Linked DNA regions of Anser cygnoides: region 2 is linked to region 1. A link is a contact called in public Hi-C data. All regions are on one chromosome and are shown on one strand. The core of a region is the stretch at or near the end of the contact, and the rest is flanking DNA. Distances in the headings are between cores, read along the strand shown.

Evidence for each region. A called contact is a pair of places that touch in the nucleus more often than the background predicts.
Region 2: a Hi-C map of liver shows a contact between it and region 1, with 1.6 times the contacts expected there. The contact joins the promoter of ZFAT here to the promoter of ST3GAL1 in region 1. A contact is called at or near these places in 2 of 7 Hi-C or Micro-C datasets (granulosa cells and liver).

The regions. Positions count from the first base shown.
Region 1 is chr2:155,772,063-155,777,225 of Taihu_goose_T2T_genome, reverse strand. It overlaps ST3GAL1 (ST3 beta-galactoside alpha-2,3-sialyltransferase 1), which reads left to right and starts at 2,454. Exons shown (of 6, transcript XM_066990761.1): 1 at 2,454-2,625. The coding sequence starts at 2,479. It overlaps LOC106043263 (a long non-coding RNA gene), which reads left to right. Exons shown (of 3, transcript XR_001211591.3): 2 at 198-282; 3 at 370-986.
Region 2 is chr2:156,294,289-156,299,861 of Taihu_goose_T2T_genome, reverse strand. It overlaps ZFAT (zinc finger and AT-hook domain containing), which reads left to right and starts at 1,438. Exons shown (of 19, transcript XR_010828828.1): 1 at 1,438-1,603.

The DNA.
Region 1 (5,163 bases), core at 1,205-3,704:
GAAAAAAAAAAAAAATCATTTATCTAAGAATATAAAAGCAAAGCAGTATTTCATTGCTGGGATTTTTTTTTATGTGAGTTTGCTAAGGGCTTGGCTTGAGCTCCAGACTTGCTGCTTATTTCTGCAAATCAGGCTTTTGGTATTTACTGTGTGTTTTTATGTGCTACAGCACTGAAATGTTTTTCTGCCTTTCCCAGATATTTATTGAGAGCAAGTTCTGCCATATCACAACTGCCACCCACAGCGGATGCTCCCATGTCCAGCACTAATGAGTCCTAGAAGGTAAAAATGTGTCACTGTGTAATTGTTTGGCATCGAAGGAAATCCTGCACTGATGTAAAGCTCTCTCAGACACAGTTCTGCATCTAGGTGCTGTGAAGCAGATGCTGAGAGCACTGGCCGTACGTTCAGTCCCACCGAGCTCTTCCATCTCCTTGCCATACAAGCACCAACAGCAACCAGAGGAAGATGCTGCATGCTTTTTTGGGTTCTTTCCTCCTTGATTTTTAAAGCACCTTAACCCCGGAGTCAGATTCTGGACACTGTGGAGGCTGCTGAGGACCTGATCTAAATACCTGTTTCAAACCTCTGAGCAGTTCTCAGCTGCCACAGCAGGCTTAGGATCAGAGGACACCACGGCAGTTCTGAGAAATCTGAACAGATAGGACAGCAGTTCAGTGTTTAGTTTGCAACATAAATAAATAAGTAAATAAGGCAAGATGACCTAACTGGCTGAGATCAAACCATCTATCAAACATGGCAAAGTCAATTGCTATCAGATACCTTTATAAAGTTCACGTTCTTGTTTTCACTACTTATTACATTGTTCTAATGACGACATTTGTGTAAAGTAACTGCAGTGCCTCTTGCGCATCTAAATAAAGAATATTGTTCATTTTCTCAGCAGAAATAACATATATGTAGATGACCTGTCTCTCTTACCAGTCAGAACAGAGTTCAGAGTTCAGTTGTGGCCAATAATCCTAGTTTCACGGTTACAAAATTTTTTTTTTTCAGAAGTATTTAATCTGCTTCACAGGCAGCTATAGCAGTCAATAGGTGTCTCTGTACAATACCTAACAAACACGTATGATCAGCTGCGATAAGAAGACAGATTTCCCAGTAAGCCCATCTACATGGAGTTTGGCCTTGGAACGGGGACAGCATTTATATCGCTCTGGCAGGGTCAGCAATCGCTCCCATGATGCTGGCTGTGACAGCACGCAGCCATTGCAGTGCATTTCAGCGTGCACGAACACCTTGGGTCTTATTCAGCCCAAGTATTGGAGGATCTGGGGATGGGGCATCTGTTGGCCACGCTCCCACCCGTGCCTCCTCTTTCCTCCAGCAATAGCACGGTGATAGCGCTTAGCTTCCCCGCGAGTCTTTCAGAGCAAGCCAGCCATTGCTGAACAGCAATTTATTTACACAGGCGAGGAGAAATAGCTTCTTGGCAACTGCGTACACAGCAAATGCTGATTTTTCTATTTTAACTTCTGCTTCTTGGCCTAGCCGCGATGGCAGTTGGCTTGTTTGGAGGATGGCAGGTTACCTACTGAAAAGAGAGCAAATGCAGGGAGGGCAAACACCAGCCCAAATCTGCTCTCTCCCCTTGGGGTGCCCATTGTTACATTTTGCTGAAACACTTGACACTGGTTTTGGCCTCAGAGAGCTTTCAGAATAATCCAAAGGATTTCTTTGTTAATTGCAATCCCGGAGTTAAAATAGAAATGAAAAGCTGGACAATCCAGAGAAGTGAGGGAGTGGAAACAAGTTGGTGAGGCTGAAACCTGCACGGACTTTGAGCACCCACAGGATAGGTGCCTAAAGCCGGCATTGCGTCAAATAGTTTCACCAGACACTTTACCAGTTGCAAGTATCTGTCTGGGGGTTCTTTAACGACGCTTTTTAATTCCGCAGCATTTTATAGTAACCTTAAAAACGTCAGATACTGGACGCGAAGAAGGCATTATTTACTATGTGCTCTTTTTTTTTTTTTTTTGTTTTAATCATCATTAATGACGCAAAACGCGCTCTCCCCACGGGAAGCCCTGAATTTCTCTCCGCTTTCCCTCCTGCGCTCGGCGCCGGGGATCCGCGCGGGCGCAATTTTCAGACAAGGAGAGCTTTTGGGGCGCGGAGGGGAAAACGAGGGGGGGCGAAAGCGTTTCGGGGGGGGGGGGGGGGGGCCGACGCAGGGCGGTGTCAGGAGCAGGTATTTCGCCTCGGTGGATGGGGCGGGGGCGAAGTTTGGGCTGGCGGCCGGCGGGGACGGGCTGTGCGCGCATCTCGCCTCCTGCGCGCCCCGCGCCTCCTGCGCCTCCTGCGCCGCGCAGCAGCCGCGCAGCACCGCGGAGAGCCGCGGAAAGGGGGGCGGAGGGGGGGGGGGGGGCAGAAGGGGGCGGCTCCGCCTCGCCCGGCTCCGAGGAGGAGCCGCCGGGGGCCCCGGCTCCTTCCACGTGGCTGGGGGCGCGCTATATGAGCGGGCAGGAAGCCCTGCCGGGGAGGGAAGGGGAGGGACGGGGGAGCGGAGGCTGCAGCAGCTCGGCGAGGATCCGGCAGCGATCGGTTCGCCCTTTCCCCGGCCATGGGGTTTGGCCGCCAGCCGGCCCCCGGCGCCCCGCCGTGAGTACCGGGCTCCCTCCTCTTCCTCCTCCTCCTCCTCCTCCCCCGCTTACCTGCAAATCCTCCCGCTCCCCCTGCTGCTCCTCGTTCGCTTAAGTTGGTTGTTATTATTATTTATTTTTTTGGGGGAGGAGGGGGGGTGGCGGTGTTATTGTGATCATCTGGAGGCAGAGGGTGGCCCCGCCGGAGCCCGCAGCATCCTCCGCCGGCCGCTCCGGAGCGGGGCGGCTGCGCCCCATCCCGCCGGGCTGCGCCCCCCAAAAATCCCCGCAGAGGGGCAGAGGTGGGCTGGGGGGCACGGAGAGGCTCCGGGCAGCCCCCTTCCGTGGCTGGGTGGCTGGGGAGAAGCCTAACGGAGTCCCACAGCCCGCTGTTTGTATGGATTCATTTCTTTGCTTATTTATTTTTTTCACTTGGGTGGGCTGTGCGGCGAGGGAGGGAAGGCAGTGTTGCTCCGTTAGGGGAAAGCAGGCTGGCTGCCTGAGGTACCAGCACATCCCTGCTCGCAGAATGAGTCTCCAGCGGAGTATAAATAACTAATCTCCGAGTTTGTTTGTTAGGTGTGTTGGTGTTGCGCTGGAGATGTCTCAGCAGCGAGCGTGGAACCTTTGTCCTTGTAATGATTGATTTTAGTTTTGGCAGAAACAGAAAACAAACTAGTTAAAAAATAAAAAAATAAAATGCCTGGATGCATATTTACTCCTTTGAGACTTGCAGGATTTTTCAACTATTTGTCAAGGTTGAGTGTGTATGTGTCCAACACACAGAAATAACTCTTTCATATAATTGTAAGTCTAAATTATATATTTGCCTGCTGGGCACACATGTTAAAGGAAAAACCTCCCTAATTATGGATCCTTCAGAGAGATTGGAAGGGTGACAAAGCCCTTGTAATCTTTTGGGTCAATTTTCATAAGCTCCAAAAGCCCTTTTTGAAAAGGAAATTAAACTTCAGTGTGGAAAAGAGACAGGAAATTCGAGGATATGAAAAAGAAACTCCACCTTTCCCTCTGATCCTGTCCCCAGGAGTTCCTTTACATTGGTGCCCTTCGGTGACAGAAGGGAAAATGAAGAGCCAGCCGCCTCTAAGCAGCCTTCCTGCCGCTTGGCAGTTGAGAAGATACTCAGTTAGCAGCAGCACGCTCCTCCTGGGGGTTATTGACATGGCTGTAGCTGGAGGGGTGGTCGTGGGAAGCATCTGCTTTGAAACACTTGGATCTCCGCTCCTAGTGTCCCGCGCGGTCCATGCCAGCCAGGGCCTTCTGCAGCCGATATGTTCACCCCTCCTCAATTCTTAGGGCTTTGTCCAAAGCCCGTGGGGCTCTGCCCACTGTTTGTAAGGGATCGGCAGAGCTGCTCTCCGGTTAGAATCTGGGGTTTGTCCCAGGGCCCCTCTCTGGCTTTTGGCAGCGGCCGGTGGCTATCTGCAGGGCATGGCTGTGCTTGAGGTCCCTTCTGGGAACTTGATAGCTTCTAATCTGTTTGAACGCACTTCCAGGCTGAGGCTGGGGGGTGGAGAAGGGAATGACCGGATAAAAAAAAAAAGGTGGATTTTTTTCTTTTTAATAAGTTAAGGGCACTTGTTTTCTTGATTATCCCTGAAGCAGTAAAAACTCCAGTGTGGGTCCACAGTGAACTTGGTGCTCTTCCTCTGCCGATTTCTCACTTTATTTACTCTATTTTGGTGCTGCTGTAGGATAACATTTCAGCAGGTTTAAATCCTTTGCCTCAGCAAAGACAAAGCCCCAGACTGTGGTCCTCCCAAACCTGTTTTTTTTTTCTCCTCAATAACAATAGTTTTTTAAAGTACTCTCCTGTCTGATATACTTGTATTTTACCTTTCTGCTAGTAGCATGTAAGAGCACAGTCTCGGACAAAGCAAAAGGAGAGAAAAATCCAATTCCCTATTCTTTTGGCTCACTCAATTTGTGCACAGTTGGACTGTGCAGTAGAGACAGCTGTTTGTATGAATTTTTCACGTATCCCGACCAGAAAGGTACCTGCAGCCTTGCTTGCAGTTTTTCTTCCAAACTTGATGATATTAGTAATGGTGATAGCATCTCAGCTGAGGAAGGGAACTTTTAACACTAAACATCACTTTGTTTAAGGCTTTGTATCTGCTTATCAATTTGATTTTCTTTTGATGGAAAACTGGGAGTTATTTGAGGGGAAATTAGGGTCATGCAGATAGCAGTTCCATCTTCTTGGCTACAACAGCATCTTTTATCCCAGATACATTGTAAATGCTGTCATTAAATGATAGCAATAATATGTTTTTATTAAGAGCTTCTTTCAAAAGTATTTTCAAAAGTGTGGTGAAGCAGAAATGTGCTTTTGAAAGCAGAGGAGTAAGAGCAAATCCAGCTCCACAGAAAATTTAAAGTGCTGTTAATCCCACCACCTGGTGGAGCTTTTTATGGTGCCAGCTGAGGGAACACAGAATAAGGATGCATTTTTGTGTTTGGTTTTATTAGTCAGATGCTCTGCGTAGAGTTTCTATAACTTTTTTTTTCCTCTCCTCACACCAGACTCTCTTAC
Region 2 (5,573 bases), core at 189-2,688, 520 kb before region 1:
TCTCAGTAAATATGTATTCATTATTTCTCTTACAACAGGAAATTATTTAGGTTTATTACTGGAGTTAATGCCAAAATTAATTCTTGTTTTCACAAGTTTTGCTCTCTATGCTTAATTGAATACATCTGCAGTATGACAACAACAAAAAAATCAAATAGATAATATAATATCATCAATGTTTAGGAAGGATAATGCAATTTCTGTGAAGTCATTTGCACTGAAATTAATTACAGTGACAGACACTGGAGTTCAATACTAAGTTAATTAATATTGAATACGTACAACATTTATGATGATTTAAGAGTGAAGGTGATAAAACTGATATTTGGTGATTATTAGCGTAGAAACAAAGCAGAAAAGCAATAAAACAGAAAAACGTGAGGTAAAAGTGGGTGTTTGTGAGTACTCCGATGTAACTTGTTGCATTTTGTCATGGAATCATAGAATCATTAAGGTTGGAAAAGACCTCCAAGGTCACCTGGTCCAACCATCCCCCTACCACCAATGTCACCCACTGACCCATGTCCCCAAGCACCACGTCCAACCTCTCCTTGAACACCCCCAGGGACGGTGACTCCACCACCTCCCTGGGCAACCCGTCCCAACGCCTGGCTGCTCTTTCTGAGAAGAAATGTCTCCTCGTTTCCAACCTGAACCTCCCCTGGTGCAACTTGAGGCCATTCCCTCATGGAAATACCTGTCATCAGGCTCATTTCAAGAATAAAAAAAAAATAATAAAGAAAGAACTTACTATCTGAATAAAAACTTTGGAGCTGAGTGAAAAAAATTGTGTGATTCACCATAGCTAACACATGATGAAGTATGGCTAAGGCGTGTGTAACTTTTGAGGCACATTCCCGTAAAAAATAAATTTACAAAACACAGCACAGTCGTAAACAGTATGTGAAACACCCTAAGAACTAGTGTTTATTTACAGATCCTTTAACATTGTGGAATTTTTTGGTTAAACTTGTACAAATACGTCCCAGTATACATGAGGCAGTATTATCAGCCACTGGGTTTCCAGTTTTGTCACGCGTGTTCTTATAAACTATGATTTTTTTTTTTTCATCGTTTTTGAACTAAATGGACGTAAATGTAACATACAGAAGCTTTTGAGGTGATCTAAGGGGAGCCGGGAGCCCTCGCTCCGCCTGAGGGGAGGGCGCGGCGCGCGCCCCGCCCAACGGTCGCCCCTCAGCCGTTGGGCGGGGCGCGCGCGCGCCCCCCTCCCGCTCCCTCCCCCCCCCCCTCGGGCCCCGCCCTCTCCCCCTCCCCGCCCCCCGTCGCTGCGGAAGAAGCCGCCGTGTCGGGCGCCGCAGATTCGCCATAACCCGCCGCTTGGCTAGCCTTACCCCCCCTCTTCCCCCCCCCCCCCGCCGCCCCAAATCCATCAAAATAATTTTATTTATTTTTTTAAAGGAGGAAGGGCCGCGCGGCTCGGAGCGGTTTTTTTTTTTTTTTTTTTTTTTAAAAATTTGGGCTCTTCCCTTTCCCGACCAGGCCGCGCCGTTGGGGTTTCGGTCAGCTGCCCCCCTCCCCGCTCCTCCCGCCGCCGCCCCCAGCCCCTTTCCCCGCCCGGTGATGGAGGCTGCGGCTGCAGGTGAGCGGGGCCGGGGCCGGGCCGGGCGGGGGAGCGCGCACGGGGCCGCTGACAGGGGCCGGGCGCTGAGGGAAGGGGGGAGGAAATAAGTCCCGGCGCGCGTACCCCTCCGCGTGAGAAAGTAGTCCCCCGAGGAAGGCGGGCAGCCGCCGCCCCCTGCCCACCCTTATCAGCCATCGCGCTGCCGCTGAGGGCGACGGGGGGCCGGGGCTGCTGGAAAAGGGTCGGGGAGCAGCGGGGCGCAGCGCGGGGCAGTGGGGCGGCGGAAGGATTACGCGCTCCCGAGGTGATGCGGCTCTGAGGGAGCCGCTGGGGGAAGGGGCGGCTGAGGCACGGCGGGTCCTGAAGCGGACCTCAGCTGCCCTCGGCTGTCCTCGGCCGCTCGCCGGAGCTGTTGTGTCCCCAGTATTCAGCGGGGTGTGATAGTTAACGCTGAGTTCTGGCACTGCTCTGTCACCTTCGTGTGTTGGTTAGGGTTTTGTGGGGATTTACGTGCGGAATCATAGAATCGCTACGGTTGGAAACGACCTCCGAGATCATCTGGTCCAACCACCCCCCTGCCACCAACATCACCCATAAACCATGTCCCTAAAAAATGAAGTAACACAGACGTGACAGCCAACATAATACTGTGTATGTGCTGTCTGCGTTTCACAACCCTGTGTTTGTTGTATGGGTTTGTGAGGTGATGTTGCAATGCTTTAATGCCGGTTAATTGCCCTGTAGACTGACATCTAGCTTTCAGCTGTCATTCCTGGAGATGAATTTTTAATTGATATTTAGGATCCCAAATTATTTCTGGCTCTCCTGGGCAGTGTTCATAGACAGTACAGCTCAGAATTTTATGCCAGAGAGGGAACAGGAGAATAACTTGAATCTAAACAGCGGAATACCCAACAAGTGTTGTGTTGCCTGAGTACTATTTTGTAAAAGCATTCCAGGACCACTTTATATTCTCTCAGGAAGAGCAGTCAGGCGTTGGGACGGGTTGCCCAGGGAGGTGGTGGAGTCACCGTCCCTGGGGGTGCTCAAGGAAAGGTTGGACGTGGTGCTTAGGGACACGGTTTGATGGGTGACACTGGTGGTAGGGGGACGGTTGGACCAGGTGGTCTTGGAGGTCTTTTCCAACCTTAATGATTCTATGATTCTGTGATTTAGATGGGAAACTAATTCTCTTACTACTACTAATAATAATTCCTCATTTATTCAAGCACATTTGTCTTAATAAAATGAGCACTGTGAGAGCAGTTGAACCCAGATCTGCTGTGAGCGTTCGGTGCCCGATAGATGCTGCACCCAAAGGGAGCGTTTCCTTTGGGTGTGCTTCCAGAAGCCAGGTTCAGAGCATCTCAGCCAGATCATCCTGAAGGTGATGGCTGAGTGCATCCTCTGTGCTCATTCTGTGAGGGCTTCCAAATGTTTTGGGTATTACAGTGCTATAACCTAGTGTATTTTTGTGGGGGCTCCTGCAGTGTTGCATTTAACCACATGAGGGCGATATTAGAACGTTAAACAAGGCAAAGTCTTTATGGACATGTATCTTTTTAAATGATGGAAAAACTACTTTGTTTATATATTCGATATATTGATTATTCTGAACTGCTGCGGATAAGCTTCTTTATTTTATTATGTTTTCATACAGAGCCATTTGTGGAGAAGACTTGTTGCCTTTGGTAGTGGTCTAAACTTGTTAATAGAAGATCCCTTTTAATCCAGTCCTGAATTTATACTCTAGGCAACATAAGTGTGTGTAGGGGGTGTCTTCTTTTGAAGAACTTTACACATACTTCTGGAAAAAGTTACAGAAAGCTAGTGTGTGTAAAAACTAATAAATAAAATCATATATGTATATCTGCCTTCATTGATTAAACATCAGTAGTTTTAAAGTATTTTTTTTGACAAATTTAGTAATGCAGAGGTTAAATACAGTGCTTTGGGGTATTGTGAGAATGGAAGGATGTGCTTCAGACAGAGGAGAGGAGTAAGAGCTTTGTGCCTTTTCCCTGTTGGGGCAGCTTCACAACGAGGCACGAGGCAGGTTCTGCTTTCTGGTGGTATCTTGGACAGCTCTGAAGCAAGGCGATGTAATTTGTGATACCCAGTCTGCTCGTAACTCAAGTTAACTGCCCGAAGTTGGCACATCTGTCAAAAAGCAGTACTGCGGCCTGTTACTCCCTTCTTTCTCTACCTGTTCATTGGAGATGACGATGTCAAACCATTGTGTCAAATAATCCCAAGGCTTTGTCTACTACATTGCTATCCCTACAGATGTGCGCCCACCTTAGAGCCCCAGAAGTGCCTCCCCTTGTTTGTTCTTTTCTTCCTCCAGCACAGCAGTGGGGGCAGATGCGCTAACGTGAGCAGACAGCGGGGTCCTGGAGTCCCCTAGCTCAGAAAAGACCTTCAAGATCCCCGTGTCCAACAGCAGCCTGGCCTACTGCAGCCCTTCAGTAAGCCCTGTCCCTTAGTGCCGCCAGGTGTCAGAGGTTTCATCTCCTCCTTCATAACTCTTTGCCTTTCCCTACCCTCCGGTTCCCTCCTTCCCAGCTAGGAGGATTCTGATTTATTCACCTGCAGCTCCTACCGAACTGTGCTGTGTTGTTGGCTGTACTTACGTTTATACCTTTAAAAGAACTTTTTTTTCCCCCTTCTTTTAGATTTTCAAGTTAAAGCATCCCGAGTTCTAAGCTGAAAATGGACCTCTGCAGCAATAAGCTGTGGTGTTTGGTTTGCTTTGTTGGTCTGTGGTTTAGGACCATCTCGTTGTAGGGCTGTGTATTGTGCCTCTTAGGTTTTTGTTTTAGAGTAGTGCACTTCTTACCTTGATTTTGAGGCTGTCTTTAAACTGTTTGCCATTGTCAAGGGAGCTTTCATGGAAACCTCTCCAAGCCCTTATGGAGTGAAAGTAAATTGAAAAGCTTATTTTGCTAGGGACTTACCTCCTCTGAAGGCTCCTTTCATACACAGATTACTTTGGGCTTTCAGGCAGGTCTGTTACTGGTGAGGTGTTTAAAAAAAAAAAAAAAAAAGCTGCATTCTGCTTTCTTATTTCTCACGTTGCTGAAATAATCCTCATTGACCTGCTTTACTGTGGTTTTATTTCTTAATTTGTCACCATTTACAGTCTGTTTGTTTTCCTCATTTCTTTTCCGAGAATGTTTTCTTCTAAAGCTTCTTTTCACTGCTGTGTGCCATGCTAGGCGATACATATATATTTTTTTCTTGGCCTTTCTAAAACCTTTGATAATTAGTATCAAGTACAGTGCTTTTAAATAATCTTCATGGTGATTTAGCTCTTTTTGGAGCCCTTTTTGTGGTTTGCTTTTGTTCTCTTAAAGATGCTTTTAATCTTTATATGGTTCACGTGGTCATATTGTTGAAGTTAAATGTTTGGCTTTTTATCACTCCTGTCTGGGATTTCTGAGTCCTTCTTTAACTGTGGTTGCAGACCCAAGGAGTGTTACACATCCCAAACCTTTTCTCCTCTTGCCTGCTTGCTGGGCGAAGCAGCCGTTCACGGTGTCTAAATATTTAATCTTGGTCTCCTGTCCTGACCTGACATTTGCATAAGGATAATTGAAACCTAACGGGTGTTGTTTCTCCTCTCTGTAACTTCTCCTGTCTCCTTCGGTGTGCCAGGGCCATTCCTGCTGTCGTGGTCAGGCTGTTGCTGATGTGGTCCTGCCGCTGCTGTTCTGCACAGTGCCGGAGTTTCCACCTGCAGAGACTGCGTTCCTCGTTGAAATGGCCTGTTAGCTGGGGCTGGTGCTATGCCTCAGCTAACAGAGGGCACTGCTTCACAACCAGCTACTTTCCTACTTTCTTTTCTCTTCAATTTTTATTTGCAGGCTGCGGTATCCCACCGGTGTTAGAAGAATATTTATCAGAAACCCGTTTGGATGTGTATCTGTCAACATCCTCATTTACAGCTCAGCGTTCTGGTTTTGACACTTTACTAAGCGTAGCGCGT